2 separate regions of the Pan troglodytes genome follow, and region 1 is linked to region 2. Evidence: chromatin contacts called from public HiChIP or PLAC-seq data. All regions are on one chromosome and are shown on one strand. The core of a region is the stretch at or near the end of the contact, and the rest is flanking DNA. Distances in the headings are between cores, read along the strand shown.

What was found. HiChIP or PLAC-seq counts read pairs in DNA pulled down with a chosen protein or histone mark.
Region 1: a contact with region 2 is called in an H3K4me3 HiChIP or PLAC-seq map of stem cell-derived excitatory neurons, with 4 times the contacts expected there. The contact joins the promoter of SRSF3 here to the promoter of KCTD20 in region 2. A contact is called at or near these places in 1 of 7 Hi-C or Micro-C datasets (stem cell-derived neural progenitor cells) and 1 of 1 datasets of contacts at active chromatin or transcription factors (stem cell-derived excitatory neurons).

Annotation. Positions count from the first base shown.
Region 1 is chr5:42,466,367-42,469,663 of NHGRI_mPanTro3-v2.0_pri, forward strand. SRSF3 (serine and arginine rich splicing factor 3) reads left to right here and starts at 1,558. Exons shown (of 6, transcript XM_001173216.7): 1 at 1,558-2,446.
Region 2 is chr5:42,314,684-42,317,667 of NHGRI_mPanTro3-v2.0_pri, forward strand. KCTD20 (potassium channel tetramerization domain containing 20) reads left to right here and starts at 1,652. Exons shown (of 8, transcript XM_527371.7): 1 at 1,652-1,995.

The DNA.
Region 1 (3,297 bases), core at 308-2,807, 150 kb after region 2:
AAAAAAAAGAAAGAAAAAAAAGGAAAAAAAAAAAAAGGCCAGGTGCCGTGACTCATGGCTGTAATCCCAGCACTTTGGGAGGCAGAGGAGGGTGGATGGCTTTGAGCTCAGGAGTTCTAGACCAGCCTGGGCCACATGGTGAAATCCTGTCTCTACAAAAAATACGAAAATTAGCTGGGCATTTGTGCTCGCGCCTGTGGTCCTAGTTGTTGGGGAGGCTGAGGCAGGAGAATTGCTCGAGCCCGGCAGGTGGACGTTGCCGTGAGGCGAGATCGAACCACTGTACTCCAGCCTGGGTGACAGAGCCAGACCCAGAGTCTCAAAAATAAATAAATAACTAAAAATAAACAAATATGTATTGCTTGGCTGCTGTATCGTTTCCAAGCCCTGGGGATGCAGGTGTGACCACAATTGGCCAAAGTGAGAAAACCTAACATCTGTAACGCTGCAAGCTTGGGGTTATTTTATACAGAGGAAACAGAGAGGTTAAACGTTCTTCTCAGGATGCTTCAGCCAGTAACTAGCAGTGGGGGCTGGGGCCAAATCCAGGACTGCCTGACTCCAGAGCCTTTGATTTGATAGAAGGAAAGAAAATGAAAAAGAGGAGAAAAGCTTACATAGAGGAGGGGAACAAATCAAGGCAAATATAAGTGAGCCAGAAAAAAAAAAATCTAGACGAGAGAGAAATAAGAAAAGGTTTGCTAGGATCCCCTTCCCCCCTTTTACAGGTGAGGAAACTAGGCTGAGATGTAATAAATCTGTATTTTTCTCCTCCACTACAGATAAACCTTTTAGAACCACAATAAGAGGTAAGGCTTCAAAAGAAAAATACCTGGGAAAGTTAAAACATATTAATTGGCTGGCCGGGTGCTGTGGCTCACGCCTGTAATACCAGCACTTTGGGAGGCCGAGGCGGGAGAATCGCCTGAGGTGGCGAGTTCGAGACCAGCCTGACCATCATGGTGAAACCCCGTCTCTATTAAAAATACAAAAATTAGCCGGGTGTGGTGGCAGTTGCCTGCAATCCCAGCTACTCGGGAAGCTGAGGTAGGAGAATCGCTTGAACCCGTGAGGCGGAGTTTGCAGTGAGCCTAGGTCGCGCCATTGCACTCCAGCCTGGGCAACAGAACGAGACTCCATCTCAAAAAAAAAAAAAAGAAAAAAAAAAAAGAAAAAAGATAAAACATAATAATTGGCATATCTTTCAGCTAAGAGGGAATAAATAAAAAGACAGGTTCTTTTTCTCTCTCTTTTTTTTGTGCAGTGGTAGGATCTCAGCTCACGGCAACCTCCGCCTCCTGGGTTCAAGCGATTCTCCTGCTCTCAACCTCCCAAGTAGCTGGGATTAACAGGCGCCTGCCACCATGCCCAGATATTTGTATTTTTAATAGAGACGGGATTTCACCATGTTGGCCAGGCTGGTCTTGAACTCCTGATCTCAAGTGATCCGCCTGCCTCGGCCTCCCAAAGTGCTGGGATTACAGGCATGAGCCACCGCGCCCAGCCCTTGGTGATTTTTCTAACCCAATCACAGTCTCTCTCCCCTTAATTACTCTTGCGGCTCTGTCTTCCTAAGGGAAGTGGCCCGGACAAAATACATGCCAGGCAGTGCAAGGGCTGCTAGGAGAAAGGCTCGAGATACCCCTCCTGGCATTTGCTTGGGGGCCAGAATTTACATTCAATCTTCTTCAGAAACTTCCCTTTCCGGGTGTTTGCTAAAGGTGATAGTTTCCAGGTCACCTGACCGGTCTCCTTTGCTGTCGGCGCCAAGTCCTGCAAGTTTGCGTGAGAGACGAGAAACCAGCAAGAGTTGGGCAAACTTTCCAAACCAGGCTTTTCCTTCAGTGTGGAATCTAGGCGGCCACAGTCTGGTGCCAGCTGGGTCACAAACAGCTCCGTGACCTGTTTGTAAACGCGATGCTCTTAGTTCCAGACTAACCGCTCACAAGGGTGAAGCACTTAATTAATTCATCTCTTAATCTTGTTAGGGGCCAACGGCTCCTATTAGTGTTTGAGCGTGACGGCGACGGTGCTGTTTATGAAGCCCCAGCCTATTTGGAGGTGAGGAAGAGGAGTCTGTGGGTAACCTGGAGGTCGACAGACCGGGAGGAACGCTCGAGGGAGCACCAGGCCTGTTACAACGAGCGCGCGCCGACGCACGTCTCCACCCACCCGGCGCAACCGCCAGAGCGCGCTCCCAGCAACCGCGGCTCTCGCGCGTTTGTAGCCATTACGTCACGGCCTCTTCTGCTTCTCATTGGGGGAGCCCGTCCAATCATGTGATTCCAGTATGGCGTATAAATAAAGGCGAGGAGAAGGCGGTGGTCCGCCATTTCGTGGACGCCGGGTGAGTGAGAGAGTTGGTTGGCGTCGGGCCGGAGGAAAGCGGGAAGACTCATCGGAGCGTGTGGATTTGAGCCGCCGCATTTTTTAACCCTAGATCTCGGTAAGAGACCAGCGAAAGAGGGAATGAGGTGAAAGTGGAATTTAACTGTACCAAGGAGCCAGGCCCAATGGCGGCGCCAGATTGAGACAAAGAGGCGCCGCCGCCATTTTGTGACGTTCAGCACGGGGCGGTGGCGGGGGCTCCCGGCCCATCAGAGGGTTTCCTAGTCTTGGAGTGGAGATGTTTATATTTCTCATTGGGGCATGAGCCAGGATAGGGGGTTACCTGGGAGTTGGGAACCACAAAGGGGAGCCGATAGCCGAGTTGTATTCCAGGTCACGGCCTTTTTATTTTTATGGCGCCTTTTTTTTTTGGCCCCTCATTTAATTGGGAAGCTTCTCAGAATGTTTTTGTAAAGTCACCAAGACCGGACCTTTCAGTTCATATTAAATGGCCCCCGTAGTCACCTTTACTTTCATGTAGTTTCAGATTTTGCAGCCTGAATCTAATCATCTTTTTCTAAGACCGAAAGATCTTCCTTGAACTTAAGATTCGTTCTTTCAGCCGCTTCCCATTAAAATGTAGGCTTAAGACAGGTACCAGCAATGTTTTTAAAAATTTTCACCAGTGGTTTGGTCTTAGAACTTACTCCTGGGCACAGGGTGTGGTCACAGCAAATAAGATGTGTCTGGACTGGATATTTTAATTAGACAAGCCCAGAGTAAGAAGAACGTGGTGTTTATGGAAAGCACTTCAGCTGAATTATTGAGTAGATGGTTTTTATGTAATTGAAACTGGTCTACAAGTTTATCAGATTCATCGTCGAAGTGACTCAATAATAAAGTTTTATCAAATACAAGTCCGCCAAGGAAGAACAAAAAAAAAAGTCCCCAAAGTGCAGTAAATTTTTT
Region 2 (2,984 bases), core at 402-2,901:
TATACAAATCTACGGGAAGGAATCTTTCCAGAAAGGAAGAATTTGTTTCAAGAACTGTTTTGCAGGAATGTCAGAAGGGTTTTTATTTTTCTTTGACTCAAAGGCTATAACACTGTACTTTATAAAAATGGAAATAAAGGCATTAGTTTGAACAATCCTCTATTCTGCTACTGTTGTAAAGTTTGGAGCCTATAACTCACTCAAATTGGTTTATAGCCATGTGTTTACTAAATCTTTTTTCATATTCCTTTTCTCCAGGCATACAGGAATTTATATCTCACAGCCTTCTTAGAGTCAGTCAGGTTGAGCCTGGTGACTAGTTCAGGACAGCGAAACGTCAGCAGAAGTGAAAAGGCCACTCACTTCTGGCAGAGGTAAAGGAGAGCCCTTACAGGATTCTCCAATCTAGATCTTCTGCCAGCCCGGAAGTGCTGGGAGGGCAGAGCCACAGACGCAAGCAGCAGGGAAGCTGAGTCACCGTGGGGACGTGAGACTGACTTACAGATGACGAGTGCAGCCTCACAGCCTAGTCCATGTTGAGATAAACACAATACAGTCCTGCATACTTTATAGTCATAAACGAGGGAGAATAGAAATGGAAAATGACCCTCTAGGCCTCTAAGACCAAATTATAATGAAAAAATTTATGTCTTCAGTTTTGAAAATTAAAGTTTTTGACCCTGATAAAACAAATTTGCTGTACAAGTATCCGTTAACCATGTGAAACCTACTGAAATGAGTCAAACTATTTTCTTACATTCCTTCCACTTCAACACCAATTCTAATCCAATTCCAAATTAGTTTTTAGAGAGTCTCTTGTAAGGAAAAGGAAAATCGACTTCGAATTTTAAAATTTGTGCTATTATTAGTTTATAGAGCTTTCAACAATTTACAAATAGTTTGCATAATCAGTATATTTAATTAGTATATATATATATATATATATATATATATATATATATATATTTGAGAGGGAACTTCACTGCAACCTCCCAGTTGCCTCCTGGGTTCAAGTGATTCTCCTGCCTCAGCCTCCCAAACAGCTAGGGTTATAGGCGCCCACCACCACGCCCGGCTAATTTTTGTATTTTTAGCAGAGACAGGGTTTCATCATGTTGGCCAGGCTGGTCTGGAATGCCCAACCTCAGGTGATCTGCCCGCCTCGGCCTCCCAAAGTGCAAGGATTACAGGCGTGAGCCACCAAGCCCGGTCTAGTGTAATTTTTAAAAGTACAAAAGCCACTAGAAACCATGACAATAAGAACTTCCTTTTGGGTTTTCCAGCATTTGGTTTATAGGACATGGACCATATATAGATGTTTTTTGAATGTTGAAATCTTTTACTCATAACACAGTTTTCCCAGTAACTTGCTTCCGGTTGATTTAAAATTTGTAATACAACTTTGTCATAGCAGGTACCTTCATGAAACTCAGTATTTGAGAAAAATGTGGAGTTTTTTCCCCTTTCTTTTGGCCAGAATATATATCCAGGGTAGTGACTTTCGAGCAAATGCGTTTAAGCAACTCCAGTATTCTTACTACGCTACCTCCAACCTCGCTCCACGCATGGGGAGATCAGGGTTCCACATTTTCGGGTAAGCATTAGCCGTCCTGGCGCTGCACGAGCGTATTCTACAATTCTGAAAACTACTAACTTTTCCGTCTGCAACCTTTAATAATTGAGAGGGTATGCGCAACTCAGAAAAGTGCGCCCGCTGAGGTTGGGTGCAGAGTGGACTGGAGGAAAGGCGACACCCATTTACGGTGCGGCCCCGGACGGGGTCCCCCGACACGGCCTTCCCGGCGTGCCACGCGCGGAGAGGACTCTTAACGTGAAGCGCTGGGTGACTCAGCCGCGTGGCCGCGCGGTCCGGGGCGGGGGGCGCGCGCCGCTGCGGCACAGCCGGTCCCGGCTGCGGCTTCTGGCTGCGCGGCCTGCGCGCGCCTCCCGGGCGGATTCCAGCCCTGAGCGCGACAGCGCGGCGGGGAGCAACGAGTAAGTGGCGGCGCGGTACGGTTTCGGGCGCGAAGACCGGGCAGGGAGAGTGTGGCGGCGGGCGTGGCCCGAGTCTTCCCTTTGTGGCCGAGGGGGCGTCTCCTCCGGACGCGGCGGCGGTTCGGACCCCCGAGTCGAAAGGCCGCGGGGCTGAGCTGGGCGCGAGGAACCTGTGGGCAGCGGCTTGATGGGCTCCTGTTTCCGCGCGGAGGGCAGAGTCTGGTGATCCTGGGGAGGGAGGCGACGCTGCGCCCAGGTGGTGGGCACAGCTGAAGTGTAACTTGACTGCTTGACTGCTTTTTGCAGGCCTCGGGTGGTTTATCCCGCCGGAGAGGAATGGCGAGAACCTGGAGTGTTGACTGGCAAAACATTTGCAGACGCGGTTTTTCTGGCAATTAATTGGCTCCATTAAAAATTAGGTAGTTGGTAGGGACTTCCTCCTGAACTCTGGTGCCGAGCGCATTTTGCTCGGTCTTTTCAGCCCTGTTTCCGCGTCTTCCTTCCCTGCCACCCGCAAATTGCCAGCTTTCATCCGTGGCTCTGAGTGCAAAAGAGCTGGGGAAAGCCTTAACCAGCAATTTTCTTTTAAATAAAACTTTGCTTTTTATAGCAGTGTCTTCAGGTTTACAAGCCCAGTTCTGCACTATGAGAAAACTCTTCTATTTTGGAGTTTGTGATTCTTTCTGAAAATTCCTCAGTTGAAGAGATTTATTTTTAAATAAGAATCTAGTGAACAAACTAACATGATAAACAAGGCTGTGAAGGAACTGTTTAACCAGCTTATGAAAATATCTCCCAGAGTCCTTAGTTTTGTTCCTGTTCGCTGTGCGAGAAGTTGAGGTAGTTTTTTAATGGTCTTCAAAACAAAGTGTTGTAGTAGTGTCTGTCGGATGTGATGAATCCAGAGTCAGAGGACTTCCGCTCAAGGCCCCCACCTGAAACCCCAATTCCTAGGCCATAGTTCTGAAACAGAAGATTGTTCCTTAGTA